Regions from separate parts of the Mus musculus genome. Here region 1 is linked to region 2. The links are chromatin contacts, called in public Hi-C maps. All regions are on one chromosome and are shown on one strand. The core of a region is the stretch at or near the end of the contact, and the rest is flanking DNA. Distances in the headings are between cores, read along the strand shown. Region 1 has its middle 32 kb from the start of Mrpl32. Region 2 holds the start of Hecw1 (HECT, C2 and WW domain containing E3 ubiquitin protein ligase 1).

Evidence for each region. Hi-C and Micro-C count contacts between places; a contact is called where the count stands out from the background.
Region 1: a Hi-C map of cortical neurons shows a contact between it and region 2, with 1.6 times the contacts expected there. The contact joins the enhancer-like site here to the promoter of Hecw1 in region 2. A contact is called at or near these places in 2 of 39 promoter capture datasets (embryonic stem cells and trophoblast stem cells), 1 of 15 datasets of contacts at CTCF or cohesin (the NIH/3T3 cell line), 3 of 484 Hi-C or Micro-C datasets (cerebral cortex, cortical neurons and olfactory sensory neurons), 1 of 115 datasets of contacts at active chromatin or transcription factors (forebrain) and 1 of 9 other capture datasets (adipose tissue).

Annotation. Positions count from the first base shown.
Region 1 is chr13:14,578,543-14,582,722 of GRCm38.p6, reverse strand. No RefSeq gene overlaps it. Among named protein-coding and RNA genes, the nearest start is that of Mrpl32, 32 kb to the left of the region's middle. Within about 2 kb of position 2,137, at least 2 of the 459 cell types and tissues checked have an H3K27ac peak or open chromatin away from gene starts, as enhancers often do. A contact at or near this core is called in cortical neurons, where this site is marked.
Region 2 is chr13:14,521,684-14,526,274 of GRCm38.p6, reverse strand. Hecw1 (HECT, C2 and WW domain containing E3 ubiquitin protein ligase 1) reads left to right here and starts at 3,049. Exons shown (of 29, transcript NM_001081348.3): 1 at 3,049-3,451. Gm30893 (a long non-coding RNA gene) reads right to left here and starts at 3,680. Exons shown (of 2, transcript XR_382090.4): 1 at 3,592-3,680; 2 at 1,775-2,726.

The sequences.
Region 1 (4,180 bases), core at 888-3,387, 57 kb before region 2:
GGGTAGGAATCAAGAAAACTCTTGTTTCTTCCTCACACCCTCTGGTTCTCACTCTTTAGGCTTCTCATTCAGTGATACAAAGTACATTGAACCAACTCTGTCTCCACAGTTCTTAGAAGTATCCTTCCCTCTTTCCTCTCCTCATCTACAGAGAATCTGCCAACAAGGCTTGCAAACAGATACCTTGCCTTCGTCTACTCCCCAGGGGAAGGGAGGGGAAATGGAAGAAAACATTTATTGTCTAACCACTTGTTGTTTAACCACTCCTGGAGAAATCCAAACTAAAGTGTTTTCAGCCCGGATTGGGCATAGATACCAGACCAAAGAAATGATTCTGCCCAAGTCTAGCTAGGTGAATCGAGTAGATTCTTGGATTATTTATAGGTATATGGGTGACAGTGCAGCTGCATCATGGAAACCCTATTCAGCAAAGATGACTGTTAAAGCTGCATCCATGGAGTTCCCTGCCTAACTCAATAGCATCTCCACCAATAACCTTTCCCATAGAAATGGTTTACTGCCTATTATCTTGAATGTGGCGTTGTGACCTTGTAACTTTCTGACCTTGTAACTTTCTGACCTTGTAACTTTCTGAACGTTCTGAGTTCTTTGTTTTCCAACCTTTTTGAGTTTTGTAAGTTTCCGAAGCTTTTTGAGATTGTTAGGTTTTCTTAGCTTCTTGAGTTACAGGCATCTCTTCTTCCCACCCAGAAGTGCACATTCAATCAAAGTAAATATTTACACAACAACATCAAAATAACTCTCTCGCATAGCCTTTTATTTTCTGTAATTTCATTCAGAATGTCTTAGGGGCAGTAAAGGAAGAGGGAGCATGGGCTCAGATAATAGCACGCAAGCCTGGGAGGAGCCATGAAGGATACTTTTTATAGTAGGGGTTTAAAAATACTTTTCTTTATTTTTTTGAGATTATGTCATTTCACTCTTTCATTTCTTTCCTCCAAAGCCTCCCATGTACCACCCCCCCCATAGCTTTCACTCAAATTCATGACCTTTTTTTTCCTTCAGTTGTATATGTGTATACACACACACACATACACACACATATGTATATATGTATATATGACTGTATATGTACTATTCCAAAATACATGAATATAACCTGCTCAGTCTGTATAATGTTACTTTTATGTATATATGATTACAAGGCTGATCACTTAGTAGCATATAACCAAATTGTGTGTTCTCTGGGGAAGAATATTTAGCTCTTTGTGTAGGACTGAGACCTCCTGAGCTCTTCCTGTTAGTATGACAATTGCTGTTGTTCTTGTTTAGCTCATGTCTAGATAGCCATGTTGATGAGACTTAACTTCTGCCATTTCTAGGAATCAGAACCTCATAGCAAAACCCTTTCTTCCCTGTGTTTAGTAAGATTTTTAAAAGGTAGGTGGTAAAATGGCTGTAAATGTTTTCATAGACCCTATGTCCATTACACAATGGTCCGAAGGTTACTCCAAGCTCTTAAATACTCAGCACTGCTAGGTCCTTTGCCTTTGCAAGTTTTGGTGGAGGAATAATAATTTTTAACCAATATTGGAAGGGATTAGCCTTGCAATAATGGATTGTTTGTACCTCTTGAGGTTCTTTGCTAAAAGGGAAAACATTATAGATATTACATCTGTTTTTTCCTTTTATAAATTACAATGACATAAATAATTGCAAGGCATGATATACAATAGTAGGTCTTTTTCCTAGAAACCAATAAAGTATATCTAATATACTTACTTTTGACTCTAATTGAAAACAGGAACAAATAAATGAATGTAGATCATCTTTCAGCTCCTTTTATAATGGAAATTCCAAGGATCCATGAAATCAGAAAATGTTCTATAAAGCTAGGCTAAATAAGTGCCCTCTGTCACAACATCTCTCCAGGCCTTCTAATGAACAATCATATCAACCTCAGAATTTTCCTTTTCTCTAGGCAAAGGTTACATAAAGGAGCAAATAGGTTGAACCAACTCCAGAAGCAGGCAAAAGAAAAAGGCAGAGTCTAGAAAATAGACAAACTGGACAGTGGCTTCTAAATTTCAGGCATTCTGCTCAAGAAGCAGCCACAAATAGACTTTGCAGGCAAAAGTCATGTGATTTGCCAACCAGAAGGCTTTGATAGCGGTGAGAAACAACTCCATAGCAACAGAAGGGACAGTTTGAATCCATCCCCCAACTTCTCACTTACTAGTTAAAAGAGCATAGCAGTAACAAATGGAGGCAAATTCACTAATATATTTCAACCCGTGCCTACTGCGTAACCAGTGCTCAGTAGAAATAGAAATTTCCTTTCTTTTATAGAAAAACATGTTTATTAATTCAGTGAGATTTTAACTCAGTCTCTTTTGATCTTGTTTATAGCCCTCAAGCTCTTCCCAGACCCACCAGTCCCTTCTCTACTCACTCAGATTTGTCTCCTCTTTCTTCCTTTTGCCTTTTAAATCAGTAAATTAGTCTCAGTCAAAGACTCAGGTATGTGGTGTCCTCAGAAAGGTCTTATTCTCAAGTGCTGGAGGGTAACCAAAAGCATTTACAATAGCCTACAATGTCTGGAGATCTATGGACTACACTAGTCAACAACTACATATGAAATAACTTTTTTGGCATCAGGCTTTTTACTTTTGAGACTGTGATGTCTAGTAGGGGAATTGTCACCTATTATACATAGACACTAATTGTCTTTCCTCTTACCTTCACTATGAAGGAAAGAGATGTCTTTCCTCTTGCCTTCACTACATACAGACTGCCAGTTGGACCAGCACCATTTATTAAAGATGCTTTTATTTTTTCCTTTGCATACTTTTGGCTTCTTTGTCAAAGATCAAGTGTCTATAAGTGATCAAGTGGACTTATTTCTGTGTCTTCAATTCTATTCAATTGATCTACCTATCTGTCTCTGTACCGATACCACATGGTTTTTTATCATTATTGCTCTGTAGTACAGTTTGAGGTCAAGGATGTTGTTTCCCCCAGAAGTTCTTTTATTGTAAGGAATTATTTTCACTATCCTGCTTTTTTATTTTTCATATGAAATTGAGAATTGCTCTTTCCATGTCTGTGAAGAACTGTGTTGGAGTCTTGATGGGGATTGCATTGAACCTGTAGATTGCTTTTGGTAAGATGACCATTTTCACTATGTTAATCCTACCAACATGAGCATGAGAGATCTTTCCATCTTCTAAGTTCTTTAATTCCTTTTTTCAGAGATTTGAAGTTCCTGTCATACAGATCTTTCACTTGCTTGGTACCCCAAGATAATTTATACTATTTGTGGCTATTTGAAGAGTGTTGTTTCCCTATTGTCTTTTTCAGCCTGTTTATCATTTGTATAAAGGAAGGCTATTGTTTATCAGCTGTAGGAGCTCTCTGGTAGAATTTTTGGGGTCGCTTATGTATGCTAACATGTCATCTGCAATTAGTGATATCTTGACTTCTTGTTTTCTAATTTGTATTCCATTAATATTCTTTTGATGTCTAATTGCTTTAGCTAGAATTTTGAGTACTATATTGGATAGATACAGAAAGAATGGGCAGCCTTATCTTGTCCCTAATTTTAGTGGGATTGCTTCAAGTATCTCTCCATTTAATTTGATATTGGCTGATGGTTTGCTTTATATTGATTTTATTATGTTTAGGTAGGTGTACTGGCTGGTTTTGTGTGTCAACTTGACACAAGCTGGAGATATCACAGAGAAAGGAGTTTCAGTTGGGGAAGTGCTTTCATGAGATCCAGATGTGGAGCATTTTCTCAATTAGTGATCAAGGGGTGGGGAGGGTCCCTTGTGGATGGTACCATCTCTGGGCTGGTAGTCTTGGGTTCTATAAGAAAGCAAGCTGAGCAAGCCAGGGGAAGCAAGCCAGTAAGAAACATCCCTCCATGACCTCTGCATCAGCTCCTGCTTCCTGCCCTGCTTGAGTTCCAGTCCTAACTTCCTTTAGTGATGAACAGTGGTTTGGAAGTGTAAGCCGAATAAACCCCTTCCTCCCCAACTTACTTCTTGGTCATGATGTTTGTGCAGGAATAGAATCCCTGACTAACACAGGTAGGGGCCTTGGATTCCTGATTTCTCTAATACTTTTAACATAAGGGTGTTTTATTTTGTCAAATGCTTTTTCAGCATCTAATGAGATGATCATGTGATTTTTGTCTTTGAGTTTGTTTATATAGTGG
Region 2 (4,591 bases), core at 1,800-4,299:
AGTATTTTGATGAGAAAGTAAAGGAAAATTAACCAGCTGACATCCTAATCTAACTCTTCCATTATGAGCATATCTTAATATTCTAAAAATATTGGGTTTTCAATAAGCTTCTCTCTACAAACGTGTATTTTCATAGATCTTTCTAGTTTCCCCAGTTAGTGTAATTGTTTCTATCACACTGACAACACACCCTTGACAATATGATAGTAATTATACCACATTTTCTTAAATTTAATATTAGCATAAATATTTAACAAGTTTAGATTGTCTATCATAAGATGTTAAATAATAAATTATTTTGTTAATAAATAAAATAAATATATACACAAGAAGTAAGACAGCCAATAAGATAAAGAGGAAATATTGAAAGCGGTAAATAAAGGTCCCTCAGGTCACAGCAAATATAACTGCTTATATTGACAATTCAGGAAATCTCTGCATAAGATTCCTAAGACTAAAAAAACAGTATTAAGTCAAATCCCAAGAAAAAATACAGACATCCATTTATTTTTATCCATGTCTGCACTGAATAAAACTATCAATCCTATTTTTGTTTTAAAATAAGATTTAATTATTTTTATTATTTGTCTATGAGTATTTGCCTGTATCTGACTACATTAACAATACCAGTGTCTTGCACCCTCAAAGGGCAGAAGAGGGCATTGTTCCCCCTGGAATGTCATATGAAGGCCAGGGAAAGAACGGCTAAAGATGATGACCTAGAGCTATAGAAATGTTCTGTCCTGCATCACCTTTTCCTTTTCATAGAAAACAAAGATACTGACTCTGGCTATTTGTTCTACCTGTTAAGCTGTGATGCTATCCCTGTACTCGCAGATAAGTGTAGCTCTCACCAGTTATCAAATGAGCTTCTTTTCCAGAGTTCATTACTAGAGTCACACCTAGTCAAAATGCACAGCAGATCTGGACTGTGGGCTGCCCCGCCTCAGTTGTATCTACAACACAAGCTACATCTGAGGCTCAGGGAACACCAGGGAAGAAAATGTAGAAAGATTGTAGGAATAGGGAGACCAGGAAATCAATCCACTGCAAGATAGTGTTTTCTAAAGATGGCCAGGAAGCCACACACATGACGTTTAACAATGTGGCTGCTTAAATAAGACCCCAAAAATGACAGGACCAGGTGACAAGCTAACATAGGTGGGGATATTGTGCAGTAAACCAACACTAGATGAAGATGAAGAGCTACAGGCAATTAAAGGCTGCTGAAAGAATGAATCCTTTCCAGGGATGAACCCCTAAATGAGTATCCAGTCCCAGTAAAACACACTAGTAACACTAAACAGACTGAGTGCGTGTGATAAAGAAATTTCAAGGAAATAGGAGGTATGAATGAGAGGGGTTGGAGGGAAAGGAGGTGGGTGATATAATTATATTTTAATTAATTAAAAATTCTAAAATTACAAAAGGTGTGAAACTTGTGCCCTTTTCCTTTGGTAGAAAAAGAAATAGAAAAGAAGAAAGTGCCTAGAGGAAAATAAAGCATACCTCAGGATTGTTGCACCAACACACTGAGAGATGCTGACTTATCAAGCTATCCTCATGACATAACAGGAAGAAAATCTCTTTGAGCCAAATAGATGCAGCAACACTGAAAATCAGACTGAACAACTTAACAATTAATTGAGGTGAATAAGCATTCTTTGTGGCAGTTTGTTGGAATTGTGTCTTCAGAAATCTTTAATATTAGTTTATACAAGAGACTTTTGTTGATTTACTTGTTTTTCTTCCAAATTTCTGGTTGGTATTATCATTTGGTTGATTCTGGTGTTTATTGTTGCACCTCAGCCAAGTCCATTCTTGGAGGTTTTCTTCATACCAAAGCTCATCTGTCAAATCTGGTGAAATGTGTGCTCAGGGTTCTGTGTGGCTTTTGAGATATGGTTTGAAAAACAGACAGCGTTGAACTCATCTGGTGGGAAAATCAGATTCCTGCCAGACAGAGGGAAATGTCCATTGAGAAATCACTGGGCACCTGAAGTGACGAGCGCAGGCTGGAAGGGAGGTGCTCCCGGGGGAGGGAGGAGGGTGGGAATTGAGGCTTCACTTGGTTTCCCGTGGTTTCCTCTTCTGTAAAGTTCTGCTGCAAGAGTGTAATCAGTGGCAAGAGGTGGGTCAACAAGAAGAACACCAGTGAGAAGCCATCTGTCTTATTGTTATAAATGGAGATATATCCAATCAGCTCTTCAAGAAAAGGTTCTGGAGCTAGAGGTATTACCAGGGTGACTAAGAGGAATTACCAGGCATTACTAAGTATAGTAAGAATACTAGGGTGTTCCCTGGGTAAGGGAAAAGGTACACCTCTAAGATGTGAAAAATAGTTTGCCTGGGGAGTGCCGGGCAGGAAAATAGGTAGAAATAAAAAGGCATTGTAAAAAACACAGAGTTGCGGATTATGGGGGTTGTGTGCTCAGAACCTTCGCACTTTGTGAACGTAGCAAGCCCAAATTAGACCAAATCAGTGGCCAGCATTTCACTTTCTTTTGCATCTTGGTCGGCTGGTCAAATAAAGATTTGCATTTTTCCTACTTCCATTTTACTATTTTGACAATGTGTACTGCTTAATACTAAACCTGCTTGGAAAGCTAAGCTTATCAACAATAGATACCTAGGGCGATTTACAAGCATGGCATTTGTGATCATAACGTTGTTTTGGGGGAACTTGCTGCGAAAATACTGGAGGATGCTGTGCAATGTATCTGCATCTGTGAAATGGACAAGTAAGGAAATTGAGGTGAGAACACCTGACACAGTGTACCTACCTAGAAGGTACTCATCCTTTCTGAACACAACATTTGCATGTACACAAAGGAACTGATGAACCGTGGCTGGTTCCAGATAAGCCTCGCGGACGCGTGCTAAGTGTTGGAAGGATAGGGCCTATAGTAACAAGAATATATATATATATATATATATATATATATATATATATATATACATATATACATACATATATATATATATATATACTAAAGGGGTGAGGAGGAGGGTGCGGGTGCGTGAGGCTGCAGGGCGGAGCACAGCCACAGAGAGCAAGCCTGGCTCCTGGTTGGTTCTCAAGTCTGGTTCCCACAGAGGAGCAGGCAGGAAGGGAGGGGATGCGGGAGGAAGGATAAAGCAATAAAGTGTGCTGCGTTGCCACGCACTGGGAGTCCTTGTTTGAGCCGCAACACCACGAGCCTCTGACCCAGAGGACCCCCTCCTGGCTCGCACAGGTTCACCAGTCGAGAGCTGCTCCAGCCGTGACGGTGGCTCTGACAATAGTTGGCTCAGGATACGAAGCAGCCAGAGCAAGGCAAAAGACGCTGATCGCCCAGGACTAGCAAACCAGGTCCTCAATGCCTGGCACCTATGCAAGCCACGTGCGACCCCCGGTTCTAACCTGCGTGCGGACCGGAGCATGATCTGTGCCCAGTTGGAGGCTGCCAAGGTAAGCAGACGCCACGCTCAGACCATCAGCCTCTCCTTCCCTGCCCTCTCCCCACCCCCTTTCTGGGGCGGCTTCCTCACCCTTGCGAAGCCCCTGCAGCGCACTGCCTCCAGAGAGCCGGGATCCACCCTTTTACCCACCCTCTCTTCTCCCGCGAGGTTCAATTGTTGACTTGGGGCGGGTCGCCGCCCAAGCCGGGCTGGCATCCCAAGGCTTGGGTACAGCCGGCAGATAGGGGCCCGAAGAGAAACAAAGAAGCCCCCAAACGGGTTCGCAGCGCCTCCTCCGCCCCTGGGCGCCCTCCCAGTGGCTAAGAGATGGCAGAGGAGGGGGCGGAGAGACCTACGTAATCCCCCTTTCCAGCCCACACCCACTCCTTGTGAACCAAGGCTTTTAGACAATTGTATCCCATGGTTTCTGCTCGAACTCTCTGTGCTCACTCAAAGGCTCCTGCAGCCGGCCGCCAGGTGCAGTCTACTGGGTGGTGACTGGATGGGAAGATGATCGGTGTGGGTGTTCCCCAGGCGACTCCCTATCTCTGGCCCGTTGTGCCTCTCATCTGGGCCTGCCACCTGAGTTTCAGCGGGAGCAGCTGGTCCTTTTGCCTACCCTACTGTTACCTGCACATAGGAAGAGAAAGGGGCGGAGGTTGGGGGCAGGCAAGGGGGCGCTGGGAAAGCCGCATCCGGTCCATTTTTGGCCGGAGATTCGACACATTCTCCCTACTTTACCAGGCCATGACAATGCAGCAAAATCCTAGAGCTCAAAGTGGCCCTCCATCCTCCACTCCAGGGCTTTCTGACAGCCTTGCAGCCTCAATTTCCCAGGCACTGGACTAATTTTGGGAGTGTGGATGTGTGGTCTGTTCATCTTGCGCACAGAGGCTGGACAGGGTAACTTCTTCCCTGCCAAATTCAGAACATGGGGGTAGGGAGGGGGTGTGGGGAGCTGGCAGAAAAACAGGCTGCAGAGATGTCCCAGCTTGCTGTGGTTCTGTCCACAGCTAGCCTCAGTCTGCATTGAGCTAACAGAAGATAGCATGCCGGGATATTCCTAGCTACTGAAGACATTTTTTTTTTTTTTGACGTTGCTGTAGTTTTTTAGGCTTACTTCTGGGATCTGCAGCAGTGGGAGTCTCCC